Linked DNA regions of Mus musculus: region 2 is linked to region 1. Evidence: chromatin contacts called from public Hi-C data. All regions are on one chromosome and are shown on one strand. The core of a region is the stretch at or near the end of the contact, and the rest is flanking DNA. Distances in the headings are between cores, read along the strand shown. Region 1 holds the start of Lpxn (leupaxin). Region 2 holds the start of Klf9 (Kruppel-like factor 9).

Region 1 (3,442 bases), core at 496-2,995:
AAATACACTTCTAATATAAAAGAACAACCTGTAACATTACCATTTAATTGTACTTAGTGTCAGGTGCTCCTGAGAGTGAACAAGATATTTTGGGTTTTCATTATTTAAAGAAAAACAATAATACCTATTTCAGAAAACTGCTGCAAACACTAAACTTATTTACAGATTTTAAGTTTTCCCAATATTAATTGCCCTTTAACTTTTTGAACTAATATTGAATTAAATGTAGAATGTACTTTGATATTGTGATTAAGGCTGTATTTTGGACTTTGATATAGAACCCAATTCTTTTTTATATAATATTGGTTACTTATTCTTTGAGAATTTGATGTGTGTGACCTATAAAATAAAGCAAAACTAAGATCCTACCTGAAAAAAAATGGTAAAACTCGATGAAGAAATGCAAATTTCCTCCAATACCCACACAGGATATGCATTCATCAAATTCTCAAAGAATAAATAATCAATATTATATAGAAAAGAATCTGGATTCTATACCAAAGTCCAAGATACAGCATTAACCACAATATTGAACTACATTTTACTGACAAAACAGTTAAGGATTTATTTAAAACACCCTTTTTTCCCTCAATAATTTCTATTCTCTTCTTTGTTCCTCTGTTTCTCCAGTTCTTAAAACACAACCCCAATAATTATTTTTAATGACAATGTACAAGCTTTGCATCTTATTATTGTTGGAAGTTTTTGCATAGCTACAAACACAATGTGGAATTAATACAGCTTGAAAAGTGGGTAAAAGTAACTTTGTGTAGCGATAACAAAAATAAATAGGTGATACAGATAGATGGATGGATGGATGGATGGATGGATGGATGGATGGATGGAAGGACAGATGGGCAGGCAGGCAGACAGGGAGGTATGTAGATGATAAAAAGTTGCCAAGGTATATGAAATGAGCCCCAAGGAGACAGACTTTACAGCTCCAGGCTTTTTGACCTAGGTTTCTCTGGACACAGTAGCCCAGCGGCACTTCTACTGACGTTTTCATTACCTCAGAGTGAAAGGATGGACTGTTTTTCTTGAGAAGCAATCTGCTCCTTCAAGATTTCTCTAAATAAAAAGCAACAAAACCTACTACAGTGATGGTCTACCTGTAGTCTAACAGTAAACTACAGAGAAATGAAAGCACTCTGGCCCTTTTGCAATCTCTACAGACCCTTTACACTGCTCGGTCATTTCACTGTCCTTGCACTATCCTCCCTTTCTCCTGGTTTCCTTTTCTTTCTTCTCTCCTTCCCTTCCTTCATTTAATGTCTTCTTCCTTTCCCATCCTTTTTTTTTTTTCTTCCAGTATCATATCTCCAAGCTGTAGAGCTGCCCTATGACCTCCAGTAGCTGCCAAGGGAAAAGGCACTTTCAATTACAATTCCTTCTGTTTCTTTGGCTGTCTGGTCTCAACGCTCTGCCAACTGTGCCGCTGCAAACAGCAACCCCATAGCTCCCCCAACAATGATAGTTCCTCCTGCCTCACTCTTGTTTGAATTGAGGACAGAAGTGAAAACAAAAATCTTTCAGTCCTATCCTCAGTTTGACTAGACCACACTTCATCATTACAGATGGGGATGGATGGCAGCCAGGCCCCCACTTCCTTAGAGCATCTTCTCCAAAGGCCCCTTCACTCACCCAGCTCTTCCATTGTCCTATACCTGCGATGCTCTAGTCTCGAAGATTGTGAAGAACTTTGTTGGCATGTGGTGAAGAAGAGGACCACAACGGAACTGAATGAGACAGTGCGAAGCAGCCTCTGTGACCCCTTTTGGTTCCTGTATTTGCTTAGCACTTCCTCACTTTTGATTTGCTGAATACTTTTTCTTTTCTAGTAGCTCAGGGTTTTTTTTTTGTTTTGTTTTGTTTTGTTTTTTGGTTTGTTTTTTTTTTGGGGGGGGGTTTTATATGTTTGTTTGTTGTTTTAATTGTGCTAACAGAAAAAGGCAGGTTGTGCAAGATTGAAGTTTTGATGCTACATTGGCCAAGGTGGCTATAAAAATTGAAAGTTAATTCTTTTTTTAATTTAAACACCTACTGTATTCAAGGGCTTATCTTGAACACACATAGAAATTTTAGGCTTATACTTAAAGAGTTTTCCAAGTTTAAGTTTCCCATTGCCCACTGCAGGCTATTTTCTGTCTCCTTCCTTTTCTTTCCTTCTCTTCCTCCTCCTTTTCCTATAAAACTAGAAGACCATGGAAGTACAGGTCCTTTCTTAAAATTTCTGATTAAATAGCATCAACTTCATTTCACTATTTGTACTTACTTAGTACAGCTGACCTCACTTCCCATACAAACTGTGATTTTTTAAAACAGACGTTTTAATAATTGTGTGTGTGTGTGTGCTCATGTAGGCATTCATAAGTTGTAAGAGTAAGAAAGCGCTCTCCTTGTACCACTGGGGTCCCACAGATGAAATTCATCAGACTTTTCAGCAAAGTGCCTTTATCTGCTAAGCAATCTCACTGGCCCAGATTATAGATTCTTTAAAGTTGAAGAGAAGTGGGTTCACTTTTGAATTCTCTGATCCTGGTTTATCCAGTTATTCAACATTCAAACGTCTACAGAATAAGGAAGAATCAATTGAGAAGATTTAAGATACTGGGTACTAAGCTTCCAGAATCTGAATTACAATTCCTGCTCAGTTCACAATTTCTCCAAAAAGGTGAGAGAGGTAGATTTTTATCTTATTGTGCCTTTGTTCATCTCAAAAGGAAACAAACAAACAACAAACGCATTTAACAGAAAATTGCCTAGAAAAGGCAGTATATAAAGAACTATAAGTATGGCCCTGTGAAGTGGGTTTTGTCCCAGTGTTTACCAAGAGACTAACAGGAATAGGGAGTAATAACTGGCTAGAAGAATAGAATAAAGGGATAGTTTTGTAATGATCATCTTTTAAAAGGAACAAGTCATTCATTTTACTAAAACCTTTTTTAAGAGGCTCGCTTTTTGTATTACTTTAAGCAGCCATTGGATGTCAGTGCTGTTCCAAACGTGCTCATTGCAAACAGCGCTAGAAAATTCATTCCTACTGATACCGTCGGGTTTTAGAACTGAAAAGGACACTAATCCTTTGAAAGCGCAAAACTCGGTAGACTATAAAACATTTGCCTTATCTGTGTGGCAAATGAGCCAGATGCTGGGAGGAAAAGAAGAAAGAAAAATGAACTTCTTTAAAAGTCTAAAATTTAATGGCTAATATAAAATTCTGAATCAGATTTCCAAACTTTGTATCTTTCCATACTGTTGTGTAGATTTTAACTTAAGACGTTTGCATCTTCGAAGTGTAAGGAGTCTCCTTGAAAGTCGTTTCCTGGTTGCAATGTGTAAAAGGCAACCCAAGGAATGCAAACAATGTTTAAGAGGGAAAGAAATGCATACAAACGTATAAGAGGCTGCATTACCACCAGTTGCGGTTTGAACGATTGGA
Region 2 (3,131 bases), core at 255-2,754, about 10 Mb before region 1:
GCCCTGAAAAGTAGCCGCCATCCAGTTAAATGAGTCCTTAGTCATCCTAAAACGATTCACGCAGAGTGCGGCTCCCCTCCCAGGCCGACCCCTCCGTTGCAACCCCACCAGGGAATGGGATAAAAGCTGCGCCATTTGACTACCCTACCCCCCAGCGTCTCCCCAGGTGGGGCGACCCCGCAGCGGCGGGGTACGGAGTCCCGGGGGCGGGGCGGGTAAGGGAGGGGCGGGCCGGCTCCAGGCCGAGCCACGCAAGCCACTTGCTCAGAGCGGCGGTTGGGGGGGTGGGGGTGGGTTCGGGTGGCTCCTAAAGGTTGGAGCCAAGTAAGGAGAGAGTGCAGGAGTTAAGCAGCATCTTCTCCAAAATGTTTGCAGCCTCTAGGCCGAGTGCGGTGTCCTGGGCGCCCAGGAATGCTGGCCGGCCAAAGGTTAGCTAAAGCCCGAAGCGGGGGAGAGGCGACGCCGCTAACCTGTATGCACTCTGTAATGGGCTTTAAGATGGGAGGATTTTCCATAGACTTTCCCACAGCCACTGTAGGGGCACTTGTGCCTCTTTTCGGAGGCGTGTTTCCCCTTCGAAGCCACTCCAGAGTGGAGGAGGGAGAGTGGGCTGGGCGCGCTGCCAGAATCCTGTCTCTCCTCCGGGCTGTGGGAAGGACTCGACCCAGATTCGGTGGTCACGTCGCTGTCGGATCCTATATCCTCATCGGGACTCTCCAGACTGTCGCTGCACACCGAGGGGGTCTGGATGGGTCGGTATTTGTTGAGGTCCAACAAGCTCTTGGCGATAGTGACCAGCGTGCAATAATCCTTCCAGGTGTCCCCCGGGTCACCGTGTTCCTTGGTCACCTCGCGCTCAGGTAGTCGCAGCCGCTCGGCTTCCGGAGCGCCCCCGTGCTCCGGCACGGCGGCGCGGTTGGAGATGGAAACCAGACACTGGGCAGCCACGAAGTCCATGTAGGCGGCCGCGGACATGGTGCGGGCGACGGCAGCCCGGGCGGTGCGGCCAAACTTGAAGGTGGCTGCGGAGCTTCGGCTAGCCCTGCCCTGGCCTCGGACGACGAGCGCGGTGCGGCGCGGCCGAGGGGGCGGGGGCGCGGGAGCTTGCGACTCGCGGGAGCGCCGAGGCGACCTCAGCCCCTCATCTTTACGTAACCGGCAGCGCCTCCGCACGCAGCAGCCGCGGCCGGCTCCGCCGCTGTCGCCGCCGCCCTGCCCGGCGCCCCGCGCGATCCCACGATGGGCGCGCCCTCCTCGGAGAGATGCCACACGTGGCGGTCGCAAGTTTATTCGACTGCAAACGTGTCGGAGTCCCAGAGAAAGCCAACTGCGAGCCAGGCGCACGTCCTCGACCGCCTCTCCGCCGAGCTGACGCCCCGGGGCATCAGCCGAGTACGCGGACGAGGGGGGCCGGGGCTGAGTGGGGCTCCGCGCCTACGAGACACTTCTTCCCGCGTCCGCCGACGGCCGCTGAGCCCCTGGTCCTGCCGCGCCGCGCCTCTCCGGCATTCTCCAGCTCAGTAACAATTTCGCAGAATCCCATCACGTCACAATCCAGGCCCCCTCCAATTGGCCAGTGGGGAGGGTGATTCAACTCTGTTTACTTTCTCCCCCTGCCAGTCAGAAGGGCCCTTCGGTGGAGAGGTGCGTCTAGAACTACGGCGCGCGGCCAATCCGACCGTTCCGTTCCGCCGCCGCGTGCTGCCCCTCCAGCCCCGAACGCTGACATTTAAAAGGGAAACTGCTCGGAGCCCGGCAACCAGCGGCTGCGCATCCCCGCAGATGCCGCCCAGACCGCGCGCGCGCCTACGCCTCCCGGCCCACGTGCCAGCTGGCGTGGCTTGGGAACGCTTCTCCCCTAGGCAGTTACGCCCATCCCTAGGGACGAAACAGAACTTCAACTTCGGGTTCCCAGCCCTCAAACAGTTAAGTGACTTCCTGCAAACGCTACAGTCCCAGCAACCAGGCTTCCAATCAAAAGTAAGTTGGTTGATGTCACTGGCATTGGCTCAGCCAATCAGAAGGGCGTTCCAAAAGGAAGCGCCCGACACTTGTAAACCTGCGGAGCAGAAGTGAATCGGACAGATCTTTTCATATTTGTGTTGCTGGTGCTAACTCTAAAATATAGATGGAAGGACGGGGTGCTTAATAAACTAAGTGTGAGTCAAATTTTAAACCCTCGATATGGCAGGCCACGTTGTCCAAGGACAGACTCGGATGAGACAGCATCAATTCGTTCTTGTTTGGAATGCAGCACTTAGATGTTTAAAAGTTCTTTCACCCCACACATTAACCAAGAGAAATTCATCTAAAATTTTTCACAGCTAACAAAAGATCCGGTTCCGTATTAAATGGTTCTTACACAAAAGCACCGCCATCTTGGCATTTTGCTAAACCTCCTACTTCCTTGGGCGCCTTTGACTCTAAATTCGCTCTGTCTTGAAGCTATCTTAACCCATAAACTGAGACCAATAAGACATTGCATTTGCATAACTTGAAAAAATCCTTTTCTTTGTAGGGACTCCTCCCTGTTCCTGCTGGGCAAGCCTTTCCTTCCTCTTGCTTCACAATTGTAGAGAACAAGACTGGTCTACCTTATCAGGTAGACGACCGCAGAACTCAAAAAAAAAAAAAAAAAAAAAAAAAAAAAGCACAGGGTTCCCGATTCCTGACTCTGCTTTAGAGGAGCCACCCCTGTGAAATATTAACTGTGTTAAATAGTCCTGAGAACTGGAATCATCCAGAGAGCCTTAACAACTGAATCTTGTGGCTTTACTTGGTCAACAATTAGTGTGGGGTTGGGAGTCTGATGAACTCAGTGTGCTTCTTCCTGAGATGAGTGCTGGGTTGTTTTCCATCATGATAGCTAAGGATCTACAGCAGGGCATACAGTCAACACTGCGGGTTTACAATCCCTCCATTGCCTGGCGGTGGTGGTGCACGCCTTTGATCCCAGCACTCGGGAGGCAGAGGCAGGCGGATTTCTGAGTTCGAGGCCAGCCTGGTCTACAGAGTGAGTTCCAGGACAGCCAGGGCTACACAGAGAAACCCTGTCTCGAACCCCCCCCCAAAAAAAATCCCTCCATTTATCCTGAGTATGAAAGGCACTTTTTCTCTATGAGACACTAACT

What was found. Hi-C and Micro-C count contacts between places; a contact is called where the count stands out from the background.
Region 2: a contact with region 1 is called in a Hi-C map of B cells, with 5 read pairs.

What each region holds. Positions count from the first base shown.
Region 1 is chr19:12,796,882-12,800,323 of GRCm38.p6, reverse strand. It overlaps Lpxn (leupaxin), which reads right to left and starts at 1,745. Exons shown (of 9, transcript NM_134152.4): 1 at 1,645-1,745. The coding sequence starts at 1,657.
Region 2 is chr19:23,139,599-23,142,729 of GRCm38.p6, reverse strand. Klf9 (Kruppel-like factor 9) reads right to left here and starts at 1,504. Exons shown (of 2, transcript NM_010638.5): 1 at 471-1,504. The coding sequence starts at 975.